2 separate regions of the Macaca mulatta genome follow, and region 2 is linked to region 1. Evidence: chromatin contacts called from public Hi-C data. All regions are on one chromosome and are shown on one strand. Each heading gives the region's core, a stretch centred on a gene start, on an enhancer-like site or on the middle of the called end of the contact. The rest is flanking DNA. Distances are from core to core; before and after follow the strand shown. Region 1 holds the start of HNRNPA3 (heterogeneous nuclear ribonucleoprotein A3). Region 2 holds the start of NFE2L2 (NFE2 like bZIP transcription factor 2).

Region 1 (3,128 bases), core at 392-2,891:
AAGTGCAGCCAGGTGATCACTCTTCTTGATCACCTATGTAGTGTTTCATAGGGTACTCTGGTGTGAATACCACTTTCCAAAGGTCTTTCACTTTGCATTTTTCTTTGTATCCAGAATTGATAAAATTACCAGGACTATTTCACAGTAATCAGACTTAGAAAATCTTAACACTAACTAGACGCTAAGGCTATACATTCTTACAATGTCTCAAGTCTATTGCTGGCCATCAGGAGCACCTGGATACGCAGAATACGTGAAAGTTTGCGAAAAAGGAATCAAAGCAACAGGAGGAGTCTGGTTTGAACGGTTATTTCATCCAAATTACATTAAGGACTGCTAACTGGTTTCTGCCCCACAAAACTACCCTTTGTGCATGTTTCCAAACTATAACGCAGGTCCTCCTGGGGCAACGGTTAAATAAATTAACAAATTCTTAGACTTTGCGCTCCCTTTTCCAAACTCGAAGTCGACCACTCCCCATTTGTTAACAGAAACTTTTAATGTAACTGATTAGATTTCTAACCTTTCCTAGGGAGAACCAGTTCAATTCTAAAAGAGTTGGTCACATGGGTTGCTAAATTAAAATATAAAGCATTTTCTAACAGGGAAGGGAGGCTCGTCAATTGTGGTTATTTTTATCAGTAACTTTAAATATGGATTCATAGATTATCAATTTATGGCTGGCCTGGGTGTTAGAAGATGACCTAATCCCATCCCCCTTTTCATGTAAAAAACTGAAACTACAGCTCTGTGAAGTCAAATGATTTAAAATCATCTGACTAGGCCGAGAAAGGATTAGATCTCTAGAGCATTACGGTAACAATCTTTCGCAAACTGGTAGCATTATCTGGCGACCCTGCTTTTCTGAAAATCTTGTCAATTATTCAGTTCCTTAAATTCCGTCAGCTACAACAGATGCATCAGCTCTTTCCACACTAACTTGAAAGAAGCACATTAGAAAATAGTCCTGACTTGTTTCTTGAGATCAGTAACTAATGAACTGACCTCCACCAGTCCTGCCTCAGGTCGTTAATGGTAAAAATTCTGTATGTCGGCCGCGTTTTGAGGCCTGCCCAGGGTGCCTGTGATTCCTACACGTCGGAGCCGCAGGGATTTTCAGTACATGCCCTCAGGTGGGCGCCGCAGTCACAGACACTGGTCCCTGGCATTTGGAAACAGGATAGGTGGTCCGAAGGGCTAAGGGGTTTTACCTGCAACCTTTAAATTACAAGCAAGAAAAACGTAGGTTTTATTTCGGGCACAGGAATGGAATGAATTCGGAAAAGGAAAACTAGAGGCCTGCGGGGGAAGGAGGCACAAGCGCGAGAAGAAAAGGAAAGGCCTTTCTCTCTGGTGACGCGCGATCACGAGGCGTTTTCTCTACGTGGACGCTCACCATTGGCGGAGACCGAACTGACGTCCCGGAACTCGTCCGGACGCGAACGGCGCCAAGGCGGTCCTGCCCTGAAAGTCGGCGAGGCGCGCGCGCTCCCGCGGCACGCCGCGCCTCCGCCCTCCGCCCGCCAACCCGCTGGTCCAGTCGTTCTTCGCGCCCGCTTGGCTCCGCCCCCTTCCCAGCTCGCTCCTCCCCCACCAGACTGGCGGCGCGCGGAAAACGCGTCACGTGACGACTGGCCCCGCCTCTTCCTCTCGGTCCCATATTGAACTCGAGTTGGAAGAGGCGAGTCCGGTCTCAAAATGGAGGTAAAACCGCCGCCCGGTCGCCCCCAGCCCGACTCCGGCCGTCGCCGTCGCCGCCGGGGGGAGGAGGTATTAGGGGGAGAGCGGGGGGTTGGTGGGGAATGGCCGGCGTGGGGGGCCTGGTTCGGTGGGAGCGGGGAGGCCGGGTGAACCGGGGCGGCCGTCCCGCGCTCTTGCGTTGAGACGGGCGGTGGGAGGGGGAGGGGAGCGGGCCTTGGAGACCTCCTCGGGGCCCCTCACCCGCCTCGCCTTCATCTTCGGCTACACAGGCGGCCCCTTGGAGGCGCGGCGTGGTCGGGGAGGTCCCGGGAGGGAAGCCGGCCTGCCGGTTGCGCGGCCTCAGAAGCGAGGCCGAGGGCGGCATGGCGGGCCCCGGCGGGAGCGGTTGGGAAGAGGTTGTGGGGGAGGGGAAGGGACGAGCAGGCACATCCGGGCGAGCGAGCAGGCGGGCGGCGGCCACATTGACATTGATCCGCCGCCGTGTTACGAAATGGCGCATTGGCCCGCAATGGCCGCCGCCTCGCTCTGCCGCCGGGAAAGAGAGCCTGGGATTGGAGAGAAGAGGGCGGAGGCGGCCCGGCAGAAAATGCCGCAAATGGCCTCGAAGCACGAGAAGGTAGTGCTTTCGCTGAAGTTCGGCGGACGCTTTTCTGGGCATTTTACCGGTTCTCTCCGCGAGGAGAAGTCGATAATTGGCCTGTTCTTTTCTTCGCAGCATCCTGTTGGAAATATGAGATTGTTAAAAACTTTGCTGCTTTAGAATACTTCCTGTTTTTGCTGAAGTAGTTACATTACACTTCTCAAACCGCCATGTGGGCGAAGAACTTAGTATTTGAGAACTTGAGTGCAGATGTGAAAACCCAGCCAGCTTTTTACCGACCCCGGCCGTTGGGGAGGGTGGGTGGAGAAGAATTTGAGTGTAGATGTTAAGGAAGAATTTTAAAATGTTTTTTATCTTCATGTTTTCCCATTCTTTGAGTCGGCTCTGCTTGTAGTTTCCTGGAATTTTATTTAGAGGACTGCAACCAAAGTTGAAATTTTCACTTGTTTGCAGTACATTTAATGTGGATCCTAAATATTTTTGTCGATTTCGTTATTGTCAATCGAATACATTTATCCAAGACTTGAAAAGATGAGACTACGTGAATTAATGCTTTAGGCTCTTAACATTTTTTTCTAGCATGTGACAATCTTCACATTAAATGCCTTAACATCTCTACCTCTAGAAGACACTTGAAGACATGAGAATGTAAATGTGAGCCCCCTTATTTAAGGACTTCGGGTGAAGGAAACCTTCATGCATTAAATAACAGTTCATGCAATGTGTTAAGAAGTCTGACTGAAGTATAAAACAATTTCAAGACATCCTAATTCTTAAAAATCTCAATTTTTGTTTTGCTGTGCTCCGTTCTTATGGTCAGACAATA
Region 2 (2,951 bases), core at 38-2,537, 52 kb after region 1:
ACATTTTGGAATTGCAATTCTGAAACGCTAAATCCAAAGACAAAGCCGCTCTGGGGAAAATAACAATTGCGCAACAGATCAACAGCTCCAACTTGTCCCTTGGCCCTGGCGCGGCGAGGTTTGCACGCTATAAAGCAGGAAAGGGCCAACCGAGGGCTGCTGTGACGGCCAACAGACCGCTGTCACAGAGGCCAAAGCCACGCGCGCGGTGCGCGCCACCAGGGGGCACCGCGTCCGAACTAGACGCCCCGGGTGCCGCCGACTCCGGCCTCAGAGTCCGCTGCCCTCGCCCGCACTTTCCCGCGGCGTTGCGAGAGGCCAACTCCGGGTGCCCGGGCCCGAACCCCTCCCCGGCCGAGAAAGTGCGCGGGGCCCGGCTCAGCCGCCACACGTCGGGGCTTCTGGGCCCGCTGGGCACTTCAGGCGCTCCTCCCTCGTCCCGGGGTTGAGCTTTCAAGAAAGCTCAAGGCTGCCAGAGAGTGATCCGACAGATGGATGACTTCGCAAAGCAGCGCCCACAGACGGCCCAGCGGTGTGAGCGCGCCGCAGCCCGCACACACGGAGGTCTTGGGGCGCGGCGAAGGGGCTCTGGGTCCCAGCACGAAGGCGACCTCAGTTCCCCCGAGAGTGGCCCCGTGACTAGGCACATTTTTGCCGGCTCTGAGGCGGGGGAGCCGCGCAGCCCCGGAAGGGCCGGGCCGCGCCGGCTCAGACGGCCAGCGTCCGCCCCTCTTGCCCCGCCGCCCGCCGGGCCGCTCAAACTTAGGGGCTCCGAAGCCCAGCTCTGGGGACCGGGGACGCGGCTGGATTCGCCCACCACTGCCCACGCCCGCGGGCTCAGTCCCCAGACCTTCCCGCAACTTCCCACCCGTTCGCCCTCGGGCTCGTGGTCGGTCGGACCACCCGGCCGCGTCCCCGCTGCCCCTCCCCACCCTGCCCCAGCGCAAGCGCGGCGGCTCCAGCCAGCGCTGCGGTCCTGGCTCTGGCCGGACGTGGAGGAAGCCGGCTGCGGCTATCCCTCCCGGGCCGCGGTTCCCTAGCTCCCCCGCCCCCGTCCCGGCACCACCGCAGGGCCCAGAGGGCCGAGGCAGCACCTGCTGGGACGGGAGTCCCGGCGGCGGCAGCTCCAACTCCATCATGCTGAGCTGGGGACCGTGTGTTGGGGCTCCCCGACGGCGGCCCCGTTCCGGCTGCCAAGGCGCGGCGCGGACAGGGCGGCTCTGGTGGCGGCAGCGGCGTCGGTGGCTCCTCCGGGCTCCCCGGCACTCGCTGATCGGCGACACGCCGGCGGGCCCCTGCCCCGCTCCGCCTCCCGCCCCAGAAGGGCGGGGCAAGAGCCTGGGCCCTTCCTTCCCCCGCCGGCCGCGCGGGCTGAGCTTCCGAAAATCCCCCACCCGCGCCTGGGCTGACGCAAGAAGCTCGCGGTCCGGGGGCGGGAAGGGACTGCCAGCTGGGGTCCCAGCAGGCGGGGGATCGAGAGGAGGCCACAGTTAGCGCCCCGGTGCCGGCGTTCAGTTGCCCTCCCCCGCAAATAAGGGCAGCGCTCTAGCCCGCGAGATAAAGAGTTATTTGCGAAGGTCGCTGGAGTTCGGACGCTTTGAAACAGTTTAAACAGTTGGAACAAACACACCCGGAGCCCCGGAAAGGCGTTGGTGTAGGAGCTGCGCCTCCCTGATTTGGAGTTACAGAACCTTGCCCTGCTTTTATCTCACTTTACCGCCCGAGAGTGGCGCCAGCCGGGGTGGGGGGCTAAAGGTTTGGACCCAGGCCGTGCCACTGCCAACTGCCCTCCCGCCCTTGCTCCCCTCCCGGGCTGGGGGCAGTGGGCCCTGCCCAGGGGAGATGTGGACAGCGCCGGGAGCTCGTGTTCGCAGTCACCCTGAACGCTCTCCTCTGAACTCCCACGTGTCTCCGTCAAGGGCAAACGGAGAAGTCCCTTTAGGTCGGAGAGTGGTCAGTATTGCCTACCCAGAGCTGGGAGAAAAACGGGAACCGCAAGAGAACTTCTTCCCACTAAAGCACAGCCACCACGCCACAGATGGCGCCCTTCAACAGTGTGTAATACCACAACATGCTATGATCTTTTAATCTTTACAAATTTCTTTTTCACGTACTCACAAAATAGTACAAATTTTAAAAAGTTACAAAAACGTTTGTATAGTATTGGCTCATTTTATAAAAACATGTGCCCAGAAAAAAATTGAAGGATAGTTACCAATATATTAAATGCTGTGGAATCAATGATTTTTATCTTTTTCCTTGCTACTTCCAAGTATGCTTTAAATCTGCAATGCGTATGTGTTATGTCTTACATTAAAAACAATTATTTAAACATTAATTATTGCCCAGAGAAAACTTCAAGTATTTGAAATCAGGAATATTGTGAAACGGGTTCAAAGAGGATAGATAAATGGTTTGGTTTTGTTTTTTTCTTTCCTCTTACGCATTTACAGTCTTTCTAACTCTTTAACAAGACTGGTTTTCAGTTTCTACCTTCCTGGAATTATTCAGAACCAGGTGAAGTAGATAATACTGGCAGTGGTTTTACTATTTCATTCAAAAACCACACACACACACACACACACCCCTGACTATAGCGATCAACGCCCAAAAAACTGCAGAGCTTACTTTCTCTCTGTTGCATAATTTGACACTCCCAGGATTTATGTGTAAATTTGTATATTCAGATATTCCTTGAGATAAGTGAAGCCTACATTAATTACTTGTAATTGAAGCAAGCTTCTTCAATTCCTATTAATTCCTTTCAGCTGTTATGTGAAAACCCTGCAACATTATCTGCACAATGAAAACAAGTTAGGAGAAATTGTTTGCAAAGGACCTCACATGAAAGATGCAGAGACATAATAATAAAATAACATTTCTGAGTCCAAGAGAAAGACAAGAGTAAATTGTTAACAATTCAAGTTACTTATTAAAATTACGACATCAGA

The links. Hi-C and Micro-C count contacts between places; a contact is called where the count stands out from the background.
Region 2: a contact with region 1 is called in a Hi-C map of liver, with 4 times the contacts expected there. The contact joins the promoter of NFE2L2 here to the promoter of HNRNPA3 in region 1. A contact is called at or near these places in 4 of 14 Hi-C or Micro-C datasets (CD4 T cells, blood, cortical neurons and 1 more).

Annotation. Positions count from the first base shown.
Region 1 is chr12:82,127,750-82,130,877 of T2T-MMU8v2.0, forward strand. HNRNPA3 (heterogeneous nuclear ribonucleoprotein A3) reads left to right here and starts at 1,642. Exons shown (of 10, transcript XM_077957239.1): 1 at 1,642-1,770. The coding sequence starts at 1,699.
Region 2 is chr12:82,180,112-82,183,062 of T2T-MMU8v2.0, forward strand. NFE2L2 (NFE2 like bZIP transcription factor 2) reads right to left here and starts at 1,288. Exons shown (of 5, transcript NM_001257607.1): 1 at 1,095-1,288. The coding sequence starts at 1,139.